Regions from separate parts of the Sus scrofa genome. Here regions 1 and 2 are each linked to region 3. Evidence: chromatin contacts called from public HiChIP or PLAC-seq data. All regions are on one chromosome and are shown on one strand. Each heading gives the region's core, a stretch centred on a gene start, on an enhancer-like site or on the middle of the called end of the contact. The rest is flanking DNA. Distances are from core to core; before and after follow the strand shown. Region 1 overlaps UVRAG (UV radiation resistance-associated gene protein). Region 2 overlaps UVRAG (UV radiation resistance-associated gene protein). Region 3 has its middle 37 kb from the start of WNT11.

Region 1 (4,807 bases), core at 374-2,873, 240 kb before region 3:
GTGAGCCATAACTCCCCATCTCCTTTTTCCCCAGGCCCTTGGCGGCCACCCTTCTACTGTTTGTTTCTATGAATCTGACTGCTCTCTTATAAAGGTGGAATCATATAATATGTATGCTTTCGCCACTGGTTTGTTTTACTTAACGTAATAATGTCCTCGAGGTCACTCTGTTATAGCGTGTGTCAGAACGTCTTTCCTTTTTTAAGGCTAAATAATATTCTGTTGTATGAATACACCACATCTTGTTTATCTGTTCATCTCTTGATGAACACTTGGATTGCTTCCACTTCTTGACTCCTGTGAATATTGCTGCTATGAACAAGGGCGTACAAAGATCTCTTTTTCTTTCAGTTCTTTGGGTGTATACCCAGAACTGAAATTGCTGGGCCAGATGGCATAAGCCTTTTAATACGCTACTGGATTAGCTTTGCTAATACGGTTGACCTTTGAACAGCATGTATTTGAACTAGGCAGGTCTACCTATATGTGAGGGTTTTTTTTTGTTTTTTTTTTTTATTAAGTTTGAACTACAGCATTATACAATGCACAGGTGGTTGAATATGTGGATGCAGAACCATGCATATGGAATCATGGATACAGGAGACTGTAAAGTTACATGTGGATTTTTAACTGTGTGTGGGTCATCCTCATTGTTCAAGGGTATTTTGTTGAGTTTTTTAAAATTTAATTAATTAATTTTTAAATCTTTAATTCCCCAATACAATTTTTTTTCTACTGTACAGCATGGTGACCCAGTGACACATACATGTACACATTGTATTTTTGCCCATTATCATGCTCCATCATAAGTGATTGGACATAATTCCCAGTGTTACACAGCAGGATCTCATGGCTAATCCATTCTAAAGGCAATAGTTTGCATGTATTAACCCCAAGCTCCCCAACCACCACACCCCCTCCCCCTCCCCCTCGGTTCCCTCTCTAACACACGTTATATATTTCATATATATATATATAAAAGGGATATTGGCCTATAATTTTCTTGTGATGTTATTGTCTCCCTTTGGTATCAGGCTAAAACCGGTCTCATAGAAGGAGTTAAATATTTCCTCCTCTTCCATTTTTCGGAAGACTTTGAGAAGGATGGGTGTTATTTTTAATCTTTAAACCATGGGTAGAATTCGCAGTCAAATCATGTAGTTCTCGGCTTTGCTTTGCTGGGAGTTTTATGATTACTGATTTAACTTTTTCGATTGTGTTATGACTCTGTTAGATTAATGTTTGTAAAGTGGAAGCCCAGGGTGCTGGATGGTGAACCACGGTTCAACAAGCAACCGCAAGAGAAACTGAAATGGAGTTTATCACTCACGGGTCCTGGAGGAATTGCAGGGGACACCTTGAGGGGCCTCACGAGGAGGTCAAGGCAGGGTGAAGAGAGAGAGATGCAGCACCTGGAACACGTCTTTATTTAGAGTCTTTGGGCAGGGTGCTTTGGGCTTTCTGGGCTAGAGCTGGATTGGTCAGTTCAGACCACAACGCAGGGTTTTGGAAAGCTCCATGGGGATTTTTATCTGAGGGGTATTTGAAGCATAACAGGAGCTGGGAAGCAGAGGAGACTGTTGATCACAAGTTGTAACAGGAACTACATTTGCTCGTGACTCTGCAGCCTGCTGTCTAGGCCATGCACTTCCCAGAAAGGGGATCTCATGGTGGTTTAAGGTCCCTGCAGCCTGCTTGGTCAAAGAAAATGGATGCGGAGGCAGCAGCACCATGGAGTTTTGGAGCTAAACCCTTAGACAAGCTGTGGACCTGAGGCTTTTGGGGGAGCTTTGTGTTTCTGATTCCACTTTTATCGAGGTTATCTGACTTGTTGGCCTGCAGTTGTTCACAGTCTTCTTCTCTCATCCTTTTTCTTCCTATAAGATTGGTGACAACCTTCCCACGTACATTCCTGATTTTAGTGACTCGAGTCTTCTCTCTCCTTTTCTTGGTCAGTCTAGATTAAGGTTGGTCAATTTTGTTGCCCTTTTCAAAGAACTAACTGGGTTTTGTTGATTTTTTTTCTATGATTTTTGTGCTCTCTCTCTTATGGATCTCTGCCCTAGCCTTTATTATTTCCTTCCTCCGTGCTTTGAGTTTCGTTTAGTTTGTTCTTTTTCTAGTTCCTTAAGCCAGAAGATTAGGTGACTGATTTGAGCTCTTTTTTCTTTTAACATAAATGTTTACAATTGTGCATTTTCCCCCGAGCGCTTTTTCCCTGCATCCCATATGTTTTGATAGCTTGTGTTGCCATTTTTATTCTCCTTGAAGTATTTTTTAGAAATTTACCTTGTGATTTGTGCTTTGACTCGCTGATCGTTTCAGAGTGTGTTGTTGACTTCGTCGTTTGTGAATTTTCCACATTTCTTTCTGTTACTGGTTTCTAGTTTCATTCTCTTGTGTTCAGAAAAGGTACTTTGTATGATTTCAGTGTTTTAGAACTATGTTGAGGCTTGTTTTGTGGCTGAACATACATACAGTCTATCCCGGAGAATGTTCCATGTGCACTTGCGAAAGGTATGTGTGTGACTGCTGACAGGTGGAACGTTCTTATACGTCTCTTAGCTCTACTTGATTTATATAGTTGTGTTCATGTGTTCTGTTTCCTTATCTTTTGTATAGTTGTGCTGCCCATTGTTGAAAGTGAAATGTTGACTGCAGCTACTTTCTATTTTAGTTTTGTCAGTTTGGGCTTCATGTGTTTTGTTAAATATGTTTGCATATATGTTTATAATCATTTATATCTTCCTGACCCTCTTTTTGTGCTATAATATCCTTTTTTTTTTTTTTTTGCTTCTGGTAACACTTTTATGTCTTGTCTTAATATCTATTTATCTGATATATTAGTATAGTTGTCCCAGCTCTTTTTTGGTTACTGCTGACATGGAATAGCTTTCCATCTTTTCATTTTCTTTCTTTAAGAAAAATATTTCTAATTGTTTATGAAAGTCTTGCGTTCAAGTGTACAGGAAAGTGAGTCAGTTATAGGTACACACGCGTGCGTGTTTGTGCGTGTGTGTTCTTTTTCAGATTCTTTTCCATTATAATTTATTATAAGATTTGATTATAGCTCCCCATGCTCTGCAGTAGATCCTTGTTGTTTACCTATTTTATATATAGTGGCAGGTGTATGTTAATCCCAAACGCCTAATTTATCTCTCTTCCCCCATCCATCCTTCCATTTTCAACCTATTTTTTGTTTGTTTGTTTGTTTCTAAAGTATATCTCTTGAAGTTTTTATTGTGGCTCAGCAGTAGCTAACCCAGCTAGTATCCATGAGGACGTGGTTTCAAACCCTGGCCTTACTCAGTGGGTTAAGGATCCAGCATTGCCGTGAGCTGTGATGTAGGTGGATCTTGTGTTGCTGTGGCTGTGGCATCGGCTGGCAGCTGCAGCTCCAATTCGACCTCCAGCCTGGGAGCTTCCATATGCCATGGGTATGGCCCTAAAAAATAAAGTGCATCTCTTGTAAACAGCAGATAGTGGATCATTAGAAAGAAAATGCATTCTGTGATTCTCTGCCTTTTAATTGGAGTGTTTAATCCTTTTACACTTAATGTAATAACAAATATTCAGTGACTTCTGCCAGTTTTTGTTTTCTTGTATCTTTTTTGTTCCTCATTTCCTTCATTACTCTCTTCATCTGAGTTATTTTCATTTTTTTGCTTTTTAGGGCCATACCCACGGCATATGGAAGTTCCCAGGGTAGGGGTCAAATTGGAGCTACAGCTGCCAGCCTACGCCACAGCCACAACAGCGCAGGATCTGAGCCACATCTGTGGCCTACACCACAGCTCACATTAGTGCTGGATCCTTAGCCCACTGAGCAAGGCCAGGGATCGAACCCACATCCTCAAGGATCCTAGCCAGGTTCGTTAACCACTGAGCCATGAAGGTAACTCCCCTGGGTTATTTTCTCATGTAGCATTTTGATTCCTTTCTCATTTCTTTTACTGTGTACTAAAATAATGTATTTTCTTAGTGGATTCCCTGAGCATTACAGTTAACATCTTAATTTATAAACGTCTAGTTCAAATTAATACCAGTTTAGTTTAATATTACACAGAAGTTTTCTTTGACATGTCTCGTTCCCCGTCTTTATGTTATTTTTATCACAAGCCACATCTTTATAATTATGTGCCCATCAAGACAGATTTATGGTTGCTTCATGTACGTCCTTATTGATTGATTTTCAGTGCTAAACCAGCCTTGCATTCTTAGAATAAATTCAGTCCATAATGATGTATTATTGGTTTATCCTTAGGTTGCTGGTTCAACTTGCTCATATTTTGCCAAGGTTTTGTGTGTTTTTGTGTGTATATTCATGAGAGAGATTGATCTGTAAGTGTGTGTGTGTGTGTAATGAAGTGTGTGTCAAACTGCTGCTCTGTCTTAAATATTTGATGTAATTCAGTGAAACCACTGGACCTCTACTTTTTTTATGGAAAGATTTTCAATTATTCACTTAAAAATAGATACGGTATTATTCAAATGTTGTTTTATTATTTGTCACATTTGGCATGTTGTGTTTTTTTCAAGGAGTTCCATTCATCTACGTTGTCAAATTTGCTAGCATAAAGTTGTTCTGCTAATAATCTTTTAATGACTGTAGCAGGGTAACTTTTAGAAGATGCTCATACTAGCATCATAGCAAACATTTATACCGTGCTTATTATATACCTTTGACTTTCCAAATTTTAACTCCCACAAGGATTTGTGAGGTAGATGATGGTATCATCTCCGTGTTATGGATAAAGAAACCAAAGGTGAACTGAGAGAATTTGAGTGCCTTGCCCAAGACTGTAGA
Region 2 (4,745 bases), core at 1,921-4,420, 190 kb before region 3:
TGCCTTGGCGGCATAGCTTTCTCATGTTTTTAAAAAGCTAATTCTACTCTTGCTTTTAGTATCAGCTTGTGTTTTACTTCTTCCTGGAAGACCTTTACTTTCACTCAACACTCCTCCTAAAATAGATGCCCCACCTTTAGGCTCAGCTGTTACTCTGTCTATGCCTCCTTCATAGTATTACACCATTAGAATTGTTGGCATACCTATTTTCCCACAAAGTTTGAGAAGATGTATGTCTCTGATCTTTGTATTTCCCATTACCAACACAGGGCATGGGTTCACATTTAGACAATAAATGTCTGTTGCATGAAAATGTAACTAAAATTTTTGTTTCTGGAGAGATAGACTGTCTCCAGTGACTTTTCTTTCAACATCAAACTCAGTATTAATAAGGTGGAAACTGCTTAGGGGGAAGATAGGATGAATGAACAAGTTAAAATATATATTGATTATTCTCCGATAAGGGATTAAGCTAAAGATTTACAAAGTGCAGATGTTACCTTGACTCGTGTGATAATGTGCTCTAGAAATGAACTAATGAGAGATGATGGTATCTGAGCTGGCCTTGAAAGCCCGGTAGCGAAGATTTGGATTAGAAGAGAGGATTGGGTTTTCTATTGAAGGATAATAAATCCCCATACATTTAGTGGCGTAGGACAATACCTATGTATCATTTTGTGGTTTCTTTAGGTCAGGAGCTTGGAACGCTGTGGTGATTCATGACTTGGGGCATCTGGATTTATGTGATTAGAATACTGTGGAAAAACTATAGGGCAAAGCCTTTTCAGTCATCAGAAAAATCCTCTTATCATTGATGGAAGGTGTAATAAACATGACCAGAAGTACAGATGCGTTAACTACCTTTGGAGGTATCACATAAGGAGAGGCTTCGTATGAACAGTCAAGGACCAGCTGTTCACCCTGGCTGTTCCTTAGAGCCTAGAGTCTCTCAGAGGTGAAGAAAGGCAAAGTGGTTAGGTCTCGCTGTGCTATCCAGCCCTAATCTTTGCAATTACAAGTTTGTGGTATTTTTATAGTTGTCTCTAAGGGATTTAATCACAGCCATGGACGACAGTGTCCGTAGTTGCAATGCGCTCTCTCTCTCAGCCCATGGGAAGAGAAACCTGGCGTACTGCACCGTGTTGCTGGTTGGGACAAAGTCATTAGTCTCGGGAGGCTGTTTCCCTCCTTTTATTAGGGAGCTGGTTGACATGTTGCAGCGTGCACAGTGATGGGGGTAATACCAGACTAGGAGTATAGCTCCGTAAGGCAGGCCTGCGGGTGCCTGGGCAGGCACGCTACCATTAGTGCTGACCAAGTGATGCACAGGCTTACCTCTGGTGTTAAGGAGAGACTGGAATTGAGACGAGCAAAAGTTGAAGCTTGGAAACCAGTTAGGAGGCTCGAGGTTGGGTGGGAGATGATGCTGGCGGTAGACATGGAGAGAGAGAGGTAAACACATCTGCGGTGGCTTCAGTCAAGTCCTCGTTGCCGCATCCGCGGTTACTGGCTAGGCCTCGGGTTACTTGGTTTTGTGACAGTGGTTATTAGTTCCTTGAAACATTCTGTTCCTCTGACTGCGGTGGCACCAACTCTCCCAGCTGCCCTTCTGCTTCTCTGGAATTCTGAAAAGTTTTGCAGCATTGTCTTTCTTTGTTTCTAATCCCTTAAGAATTGATGTTCCTCAGGATTCTGTTCTAGGCTCTGTTCTCTCTCCTTCTCGCGGTCTTCCAGAATGATCTCATTACTTCCATAGCACTCATAACCACCTGTGTGCTCATGGTTGCCGTGTCTTTCTCTGCAGCCAAGATCTGTCTCGTAAGCTCCACATCCTCATGTTCAGCTCCTACTCAACACCTGCTCTTGGACGTTTCGCAGGCGCCTCGAACTGAAAGCAGAGCTTTCCTCGCAAACTGCTCGTCTCCTGCCCACCATTCATTAAATGACCTCACCGTGTTCCCGGTTCCCCAAGCCGTGTACCAGCCATCCTTTATTTTCTTTTTCTTTTGCACTACAATTTATGTCAAATAAAATTAGAACTTAAGTGTACAGTCTGATGAATTTTGACAAATATACACACCCACAGTGTCATTATTTAGAGAAGATAGAGAGTATTTTTCGCTCTCCAGAAAGTTCCCTCAAACCCCTTTGCGAGTCGTTCTTACACCTTGTTCTCACCCCTGGCTGAGTGAGACACTTTTCTCATGGCCTCCTCATTTATTAGCTTTTCCTGTTCTTGAACTTCTTATGAATAGAACCATACGGTGTACCCTCTCAGTTTCTTCTTTTGTGTTAGCATGCTTTTGTGTTTTGTTGTAGTGTAGATAAGTAGTCTGTTCCTTTTTATTGCTGAGTGTTCTTTTTCTGTGAATACACCGCAGCATCGCAGCTGGCTTATGCTTTGTCCTGTTGATGGGCATTTGAGTTGTTTCCGCTATGGGGCTGTTATACATAACGCCTTTAGGAGCATGGTTCCAAAAGTCTTCTGTGGGGCACTGGGGGAAGGGGAATTGGATAAAGGTGGTCTCAAGGTAGAAACTTTCAGTCGTAAAGATGAGTACTAGGGATGTAATGTGCAGCATGATTAACAGTTAGCACTGCTGTATGTTATATATGGACGTTGTTACGAGAGCAAATCCTAAGAGTTCTTATCCCAGGAAAAAAATACTTTTACTTTGTATCTATATAAGACGATGGATGTTCACTAGACAATAGTGTATGTTGATTATATTTCAATAAAATTGGAGGAAAAAATGTTTTCTGGGGATATGCTTTCATTTCTTTTATACATAAGAGTAGAGCTTCCCACCCATGTGAGAGGTGAATATTTAATGTATTAAAATTACCAGTTTCCAAAATAGTTGTACAATTTTAGGATCCCACCAGCCGTGTTGGGACGTTCTAGTTGCTCTACTACCCCTGACGTCATTTGGTATTGTCTGTTTTGTAAACTCTAGCCAGTATATATAGTAGGCTTGTACTGGTATATCATTTTGATTTTAATTCTTTAATTCTTTAGTGACTAATGATATTGGCTCATTTTATGTGCTTACTGGCCAGTCTTGTTTTTTTGTTTTGTTTTGTTTTTTTGTTTCTTTGGGGGGCCATGCTTGTGGAATGCAGAAGTTCCTAGGGATCAAAACTGCATCACAGAAGTGACAACACTGGGTCCTTAATCTGCTGAGTCACCAGGGGACTCCCTTATGGGCCATTTATATCTTCTTTTGTGAAGTATATGTTCAAATATTTTGCCCATTTTTATTTATTGGGCGGTTTTTTATTGTTAATTTGGAGGAGTTCTTTGTACATTAGGAAACTACTTTATCAGATAAGTAGGTGGAAAACAAATACTTTTTTCTCACTCTGTGACTTGATTTTTTTTCATTTTCTGAATAATGTCTTTTTGATGGGTAGAAGTTTTAAATTTTGATAGAGTATGCTCTTTCAAGTTTTTATTTTATGGATCGTGTCTTTTGTATCCTATTTAGGAAATCTTTGCCTAATCGAAGGTCATGAATATACTTACTTCCCTACATGCTTGATAGGGAACTTGACAGTTTTAGCTTTTACATATAAGTTTTGATCATTTCAAATTAATTTTTGTGTACGATGGGAGGTAGAGATTAAGGCTTATATTCCCCCGTATTGCTATCCAGTTGTTTTAGTGTCATTTGTTAATACTGCTTTTCTTGCCCTGATCAAAAGACAAATCGAATAGGTCCATTTCTGTAATCTGAGTTCTGTTTCATCAGTCATATCTGTTTAGCCTTACGCAACTACTATTGTTTTACAAACCAGCTTTATGATAAAGTCATAAAATATGATAGTATAAGCCTCACAACTCTGTTCTTCAACATTTTCTTGTCAATTCTAGGACTTTTATCTTTCCGTATCAGTTTTATTATTATTATTATTTTTGCTTTTTAGGACTGCACCTGCAGCATATGGAGGTTCCCAGGCTAGGGGTTGAGTCGGAGCTGCAGCTGCTGGCTTACACCACAGCCATAGCAACATGGGATCCAAGCCATGTCTGTAACCTACACCACAGCTCACGGCAATGCCGAATCCTTAACCCACTAAGCAAGGCCAGGGATCAAACCCATGTCCTCGTGGATACTAGTCGGCCTCTTAACCTGCTGAGTCACAATGGAAACTCCCTTCCATATCAGTTTTAAAGTCAGCTGGTCAATTAAAAAAAGACTGCTAGGATTTTGATTGGGAGTAATTTATTCTAGATAAATATAGAAGGAGACTTGACTTCTTAACTTCCAATCCATGAAATAGCACATGATTCTATTTGTTGAGGTGTTTTAAAATTTCTCTGAGCAGTGTTTAATATTTTTCACTGTGTAGGTCTTTCAGAACTTTCTTTAAGTTTATTCCTAGTTATTTGTTGGTACTGTATAAAAATGCCATTTGATTTTTTTGTATATTAGAATCTTGCAGTCTTGCTAAGGTTATTATTAGTTTGATTAGAGGTTAATTTTTTTCTATGTATACAATCAGATAGCATCTATGAGTAGACTTTCTTGTTTCTTTTCTATAGTTATGAATTTTTTATTGCCTTATTGCAATGGTTTGGATCTTGAATACAGTGTTGAATAGAGTAGTGAAAGTGGGTATCTTTTCTTGTTCCTGATCTTGAAGATGGTTTAGCTGCAGGTTGTTTTGTTTAAGACCTTTTATCAGATTGAGGAAACTCTCCTTTTTCCTTGGTTTGTTAGGGTTTTTTGTGTTAAGTTATT
Region 3 (4,560 bases), core at 1,182-3,681:
TGAGGGCTGCGCAGGGGGTGCAGCTCTGCCCCCTGCAGAGACGTCAAGGTCCAACAGAGTAAAAGCAGGGGACCCACGGTCAGGACAGGAGGGGCCACGAGGACCCCGCCAGTGTTCCCGATGAGCCTCTTCCTGCTCTTACTGTCAGCTCCGGAAGGTAATTGGGCTCAGATGGGGGCGGTCATCAGCCCCCCCTCCTGGAACTCCCGAATCCCGGGAGGACCCACATCGGGCCGGGGACCCACGCTGGCTTCATCCTCCTGAGGCTGCCGAAGAGAAGTGTAGGCGTTGCAGATGCTCTGCTCCCAATGGATTATTAACGATGGGCAGCAGTAGGCCTTCCCCAAACCTTCCATAGAGATCCAAGCCTGCACGTCCCAACAAGATTGCCAACATGTGTCCCCTGTGCCAGCTGAGACTTGGACAGGTTTAGAGACGTGCCCAGTTTAGTAGGTGGCAGAGTCAGAAAATCAGTGGGCCCTCTGAGCCCTGGATCCATGACTTCCGACCTTCTTGCCCCAAAAGGGGCAGTGTGGGCAGGTGGCTTCTGAGCAGGTATGGGGGCCTCTGAGTCTAAGGCATGTGTGGCACAGGGCAGGGACGGTGCCCACTGAGCACAAGGCCTGTGGCCACAGCCTTGAATGCAGGCTGAGAAATGGCCTTGACTCTGAGACCAGCCTTTTTGGTGACATTGCCACTCAGAGCCCCGCGCAGGACAGGATGGTCAGGCGAGGGCCACTTCTCCTCCAGGGGAGGCCATGAGGTCTTCTCTGTGGAGTCCCCCAGCCCACTCCCGTGTAAAAAACTTCGGATGTTTCTCGTGCTGGTGACTCACCAGTGGGATCAGTGGGAGTGCAGGGGGCGCGGTGGTGCTGGGCACTCGGGGCTGAGGAGGGTCTGCCCCCTTTCTGCCTGCCCCTGCCCCCGGGGCCAGCTCCAAAGCAATTCCCAGACCTGCACAACCGGGAGCTTTCAGCACGTCGCAGGCAGGGAAGGGGGTGACAAGGGAGAAGGAGGCCCGCAGCCGAGAGGCTGCCCCTCCCGCCTCCCCTGGAGCTTCTGGCCCGCGGCGCCCGGACCGCCCGGGGCCTCCCCCAGATCTTCGGGCAGCAGGACTTGAGTGATTCCAACCCTTCATCTGGTGGCCAGATCCTCTGGCCCCGTGAGGTCCTCCCCTTCCCCCGGAACCCCCTTCCTGGCCCAGGGCAAACACCACTCCCCCGAGTTGTGTGCCCGCGTTTGGAGCCCTGGGCTGGGCGGCCCGCATCCGCAGCCAAGATCCACAGTGCAGGGGTCTGGGAAGCGCTCACCCACGGAGGTGCTGTTGAATCTGTCCGTGCCCCCCCTCGTCGGGGTGTCAGAGTGATTTATGGGCAGATGCTGAGAGGACAGGCTGGGGAAAGCTAAGCAGCCCCCTCCTCTCCAGCGGCCACCCGGCTGCAGATTCAGAGTCACTGCTCTGTGACCTCGCCCAGGTCCCTTTCTCCTCTGCGCCTCCACTGCCTTCAAAATGGAACTGGCAACCAGCCTTGAATCACAGAATCGTCAGGAGGGTCCGGGGACACGGTGGATGTCAGGCCCCTGGCTCAGAGCCTGGCACCTGGCACCTCCCAGTCCACCCTTGCTCCAAGCCGGCCTCGCTCTCTGGCCACCTCCCCCTCGCTCCCTCCACTCTGGCCCCACCTGCCCCCAACATTCACTCCCCCCCCCCACCCTCACTGTAAGCTCTTCCTGGACAACCTCAATAAAACAGCATCCTCCCTCCACCACTGCCCCCTCCCCTTCAGGCTGTTCCATTCACTGGTGCCTTAATATCAGCCAGCTGATGTTTTAAAAAGATTTGTTTATTGTCATTCTCTCCAACTAGAATGTCAGTTCCATGATGGCAGAGGTTTTGTCTCTTGTTTACTGCAGTGTCCCCAGAACAGCGCCGAAACCAAGCAGATGCTCAGTAAACATGGACCGGCCGGGAGGAGGGCGGGAGGGCAGCGGGCCAGTGGGAGAGGTGAGGGCACGTTGGCGAAGCCAGGGAATCGTCCTGGGGGAGCGGGGCCTGGAACGAGGGGTTGGCATTTGCCAGAGGAAGGCACTCTGGTCTGGGACACAACCAAATGCCAGGGAGACACAGGAACATAAACGCAGGACAGGCGGGGGCCAGGGGGCCAGAGAGGAGATAGAACCGGCCGGGAGGAGGTACAGGGCAGGCTGGGCTGGACAGCGGGGAGCTGTGTATGGCAGGATTGAAAAATCACAGTGTATCCCCACATAATGTTTTGAAGATAAGGGGTCGTTTTAAAGAAAGGTTGCCAAACAGAGCTGAACGAAAACCCCTTAGACAGAGTAGGAAGTAAATTTATCAAGCACGTAGTAACCTAGAATGATGACTATGATTAAGATGCGGTTTGGCCCTGAACTTCCTGTGAGCCGCAGCAATGAAGGAAATACCCATTAGTGGAATACGTTGCATCGTCTCAGCAGAACAGCACACCAGTGCGGGAGAGACGAGGCTTAAGGGTCATTTACCCTGTGGATGAGCTGACAGAGGGGAAGGCGCCGTGAGAGTCAGGTGCACCCGCCCACTCACCAAGGGTCCTGTCTTATCACATCTCAGCCAAGGTCATCCAGCTAGGAAGCGGGGCTGCTGGGATTCAGACGAAGAGCTATGGTGGCTCTGATGGCTGAGGGGAGGGGTAACTGGGGGGGGGCACTTGGGCCTGAGGGGGTGGGAGTGGGGGTGATGGACGGCAGTCCGGAGGCAGGAGAAAGGCGTCTCTGTAAAAGGCTTCCAGGGGAGGCTGCTGTGCTCCAGGGCAGCAGCAACATTTAGGGGCATCTGGAGCCACAGTACAGCGGGGGCTGGAGGACTCCCAGCTGCAGATACTCTGAAGCCTCTAAACAGGGGGGGAGGGGAGAAGGATAGAAAAGGGGGCGCATGGCAAATACTTTGCTGGGACCAAGATCTGGGCGGGGGTGGCGCTAACTTCTTCCCTGGAGGAGCTGATGGTGGCTGCCCTGAAGGTGCCCGTTCTCTGCTGGGATGCAGAGCGTGTGGCACAGCCTCCTACAGATACGGATCCCTCCCCTCCTGGGCTCCAAAGCCCCGGGAGTCCCCACTGCCCTCCGGACCCAGCCTGGTGGTCAGACAGTACCAGGCAGCCTGGCATCCTCAGACCTGAGTGCAAAGTTTGTGTCCCCACCCCCTCGCTATGTCACCCTGGGCAACTTATTGCATCTCCCTGGATGCTTCAGCTCCTCCATCTGAAGACAGGGATGCCAATAGTTTCTGCTGAGAGGTTTAAACAAAACGGTGTGTGGAAAGGGTTCAGAACATGCCCGGGGCGGGGCAAGTGCCCCCGAAGCATTAACGGGAGTCGCTGCAACTACAATCTTTCTCCTCAACCCCCCAGCCCCGGCCCCAGCGGAAGGAGCTTCGTGGCTGGTCTTCTTCTGTCACACTGGACCCCATGTGTTTTTGAAACTGACCCATTCATTGTCCAGTACTGCCCTGGGGGCCTCTCCGGATACTCCTCGATTGAGTTTCCAGGACACACATGACCCAGACCCCTGTCCCTGAGACAGAAAAGACCAGGGGCCATAGGGACGGGTGGCGCTCCTGACCCAGTCAGGGGATCAAGGAAGGCTTCCTGGGGAAGGCGAGGCTTCAGCTGACTCTTAAACGTATCAGACCATCCATCTGTCCATGGAAGCAGTAATTTTTCCATGTATTACTTTGTTCAGCCGCTCACCTCCCCACTCATCTGTTTATCCATCCATCAGTAATCTAATAGCTCAGTCACACACAACTTAAGTGATTTGGGGAAAATAAGCAGAAACTCTCCAGCCCAGCAATTTATCTTTGAGACCAGAGAAGATGACAAAAGTCCTGCGGCCCCACTCTCTGCCTCAAGAAGTGACCAGCGAGGAGCTCCCTTGTGGCTCAGCAGGTTAAGGATCTGGTGTGGTCACGGCTGTGGCTCTGGTTGCAGCTGTGGCTGGAGTTAAACCCCTGGCCGGGGAACTGTCACCCCCCCACCCCACCGCAGCCAAAAAATAAAAATAAGGAAGTGACCAATGAGAACTTAGAGAAGATGAGCCCCTCCCTAGATCTCCCCCCCTCCCACCCATGGGCTGTCTGGATGCTCAGAGAGCAGGTGAATCAGACCCCGTGGTGGGGGAAAGAGGGGGTAGGGCCTGGCTGTGTTCACCGGAGCTGGGAAGGGCAGGGCCAACAGGAGGGAGGGGTCTGAGTCATAACCTTTGCTGGGGAGCTGTGATTCTCCCGGGAAGGCCTGACTCTAGGGGGAAGCCGCAGTGGGGCTGGAATCCCAGGCTTCAGGCTTCCCTCCCACACCCTGAGATCACACCAGGCAGGCGGAACCTCTTCATGGACTGAGCAGGAAGGACCAAGTGGGACTCCAGGAATGCTGGGGAGGAGAAGGGGACAGGGGGGCATCCTCTGTCCCCCGGCTCAGAGCAGGCAGAAGGAGAGCTGGGCTGGGGAAGCAGATGGATGTTTGTTGGGTACCTGCCCAGGCCAGGGCCACGTGACATGTGTCATTG

The links. HiChIP or PLAC-seq counts read pairs in DNA pulled down with a chosen protein or histone mark.
Region 1: an H3K27ac HiChIP or PLAC-seq map of alveolar macrophages shows a contact between it and region 3. The contact joins two enhancer-like sites. A contact is called at or near these places in 1 of 47 Hi-C or Micro-C datasets (epiblast stem cells) and 1 of 2 datasets of contacts at active chromatin or transcription factors (alveolar macrophages).
Region 2: a contact with region 3 is called in an H3K27ac HiChIP or PLAC-seq map of alveolar macrophages. The contact joins two enhancer-like sites. A contact is called at or near these places in 2 of 2 datasets of contacts at active chromatin or transcription factors (alveolar macrophages and skeletal muscle).

Annotation. Positions count from the first base shown.
Region 1 is chr9:10,158,553-10,163,359 of Sscrofa11.1, forward strand. All of the region lies in intron 6 of UVRAG (UV radiation resistance-associated gene protein), which reads left to right. Among named protein-coding and RNA genes, the nearest start is that of UVRAG, 72 kb to the left of the region's middle. Within about 2 kb of position 1,624, at least 8 of the 83 cell types and tissues checked have an H3K27ac peak or open chromatin away from gene starts, as enhancers often do. A contact at or near this core is called in alveolar macrophages, where this site is marked.
Region 2 is chr9:10,201,126-10,205,870 of Sscrofa11.1, forward strand. The region is part of intron 7 of UVRAG (UV radiation resistance-associated gene protein); the gene reads left to right. Among named protein-coding and RNA genes, the nearest start is that of UVRAG, 110 kb to the left of the region's middle. Within about 2 kb of position 3,171, at least 1 of the 83 cell types and tissues checked has an H3K27ac peak or open chromatin away from gene starts, as enhancers often do. A contact at or near this core is called in alveolar macrophages, where this site is marked.
Region 3 is chr9:10,396,305-10,400,864 of Sscrofa11.1, forward strand. No RefSeq gene overlaps it. Among named protein-coding and RNA genes, the nearest start is that of WNT11, 37 kb to the right of the region's middle. Within about 2 kb of position 2,432, at least 2 of the 83 cell types and tissues checked have an H3K27ac peak or open chromatin away from gene starts, as enhancers often do. A contact at or near this core is called in alveolar macrophages, where this site is marked.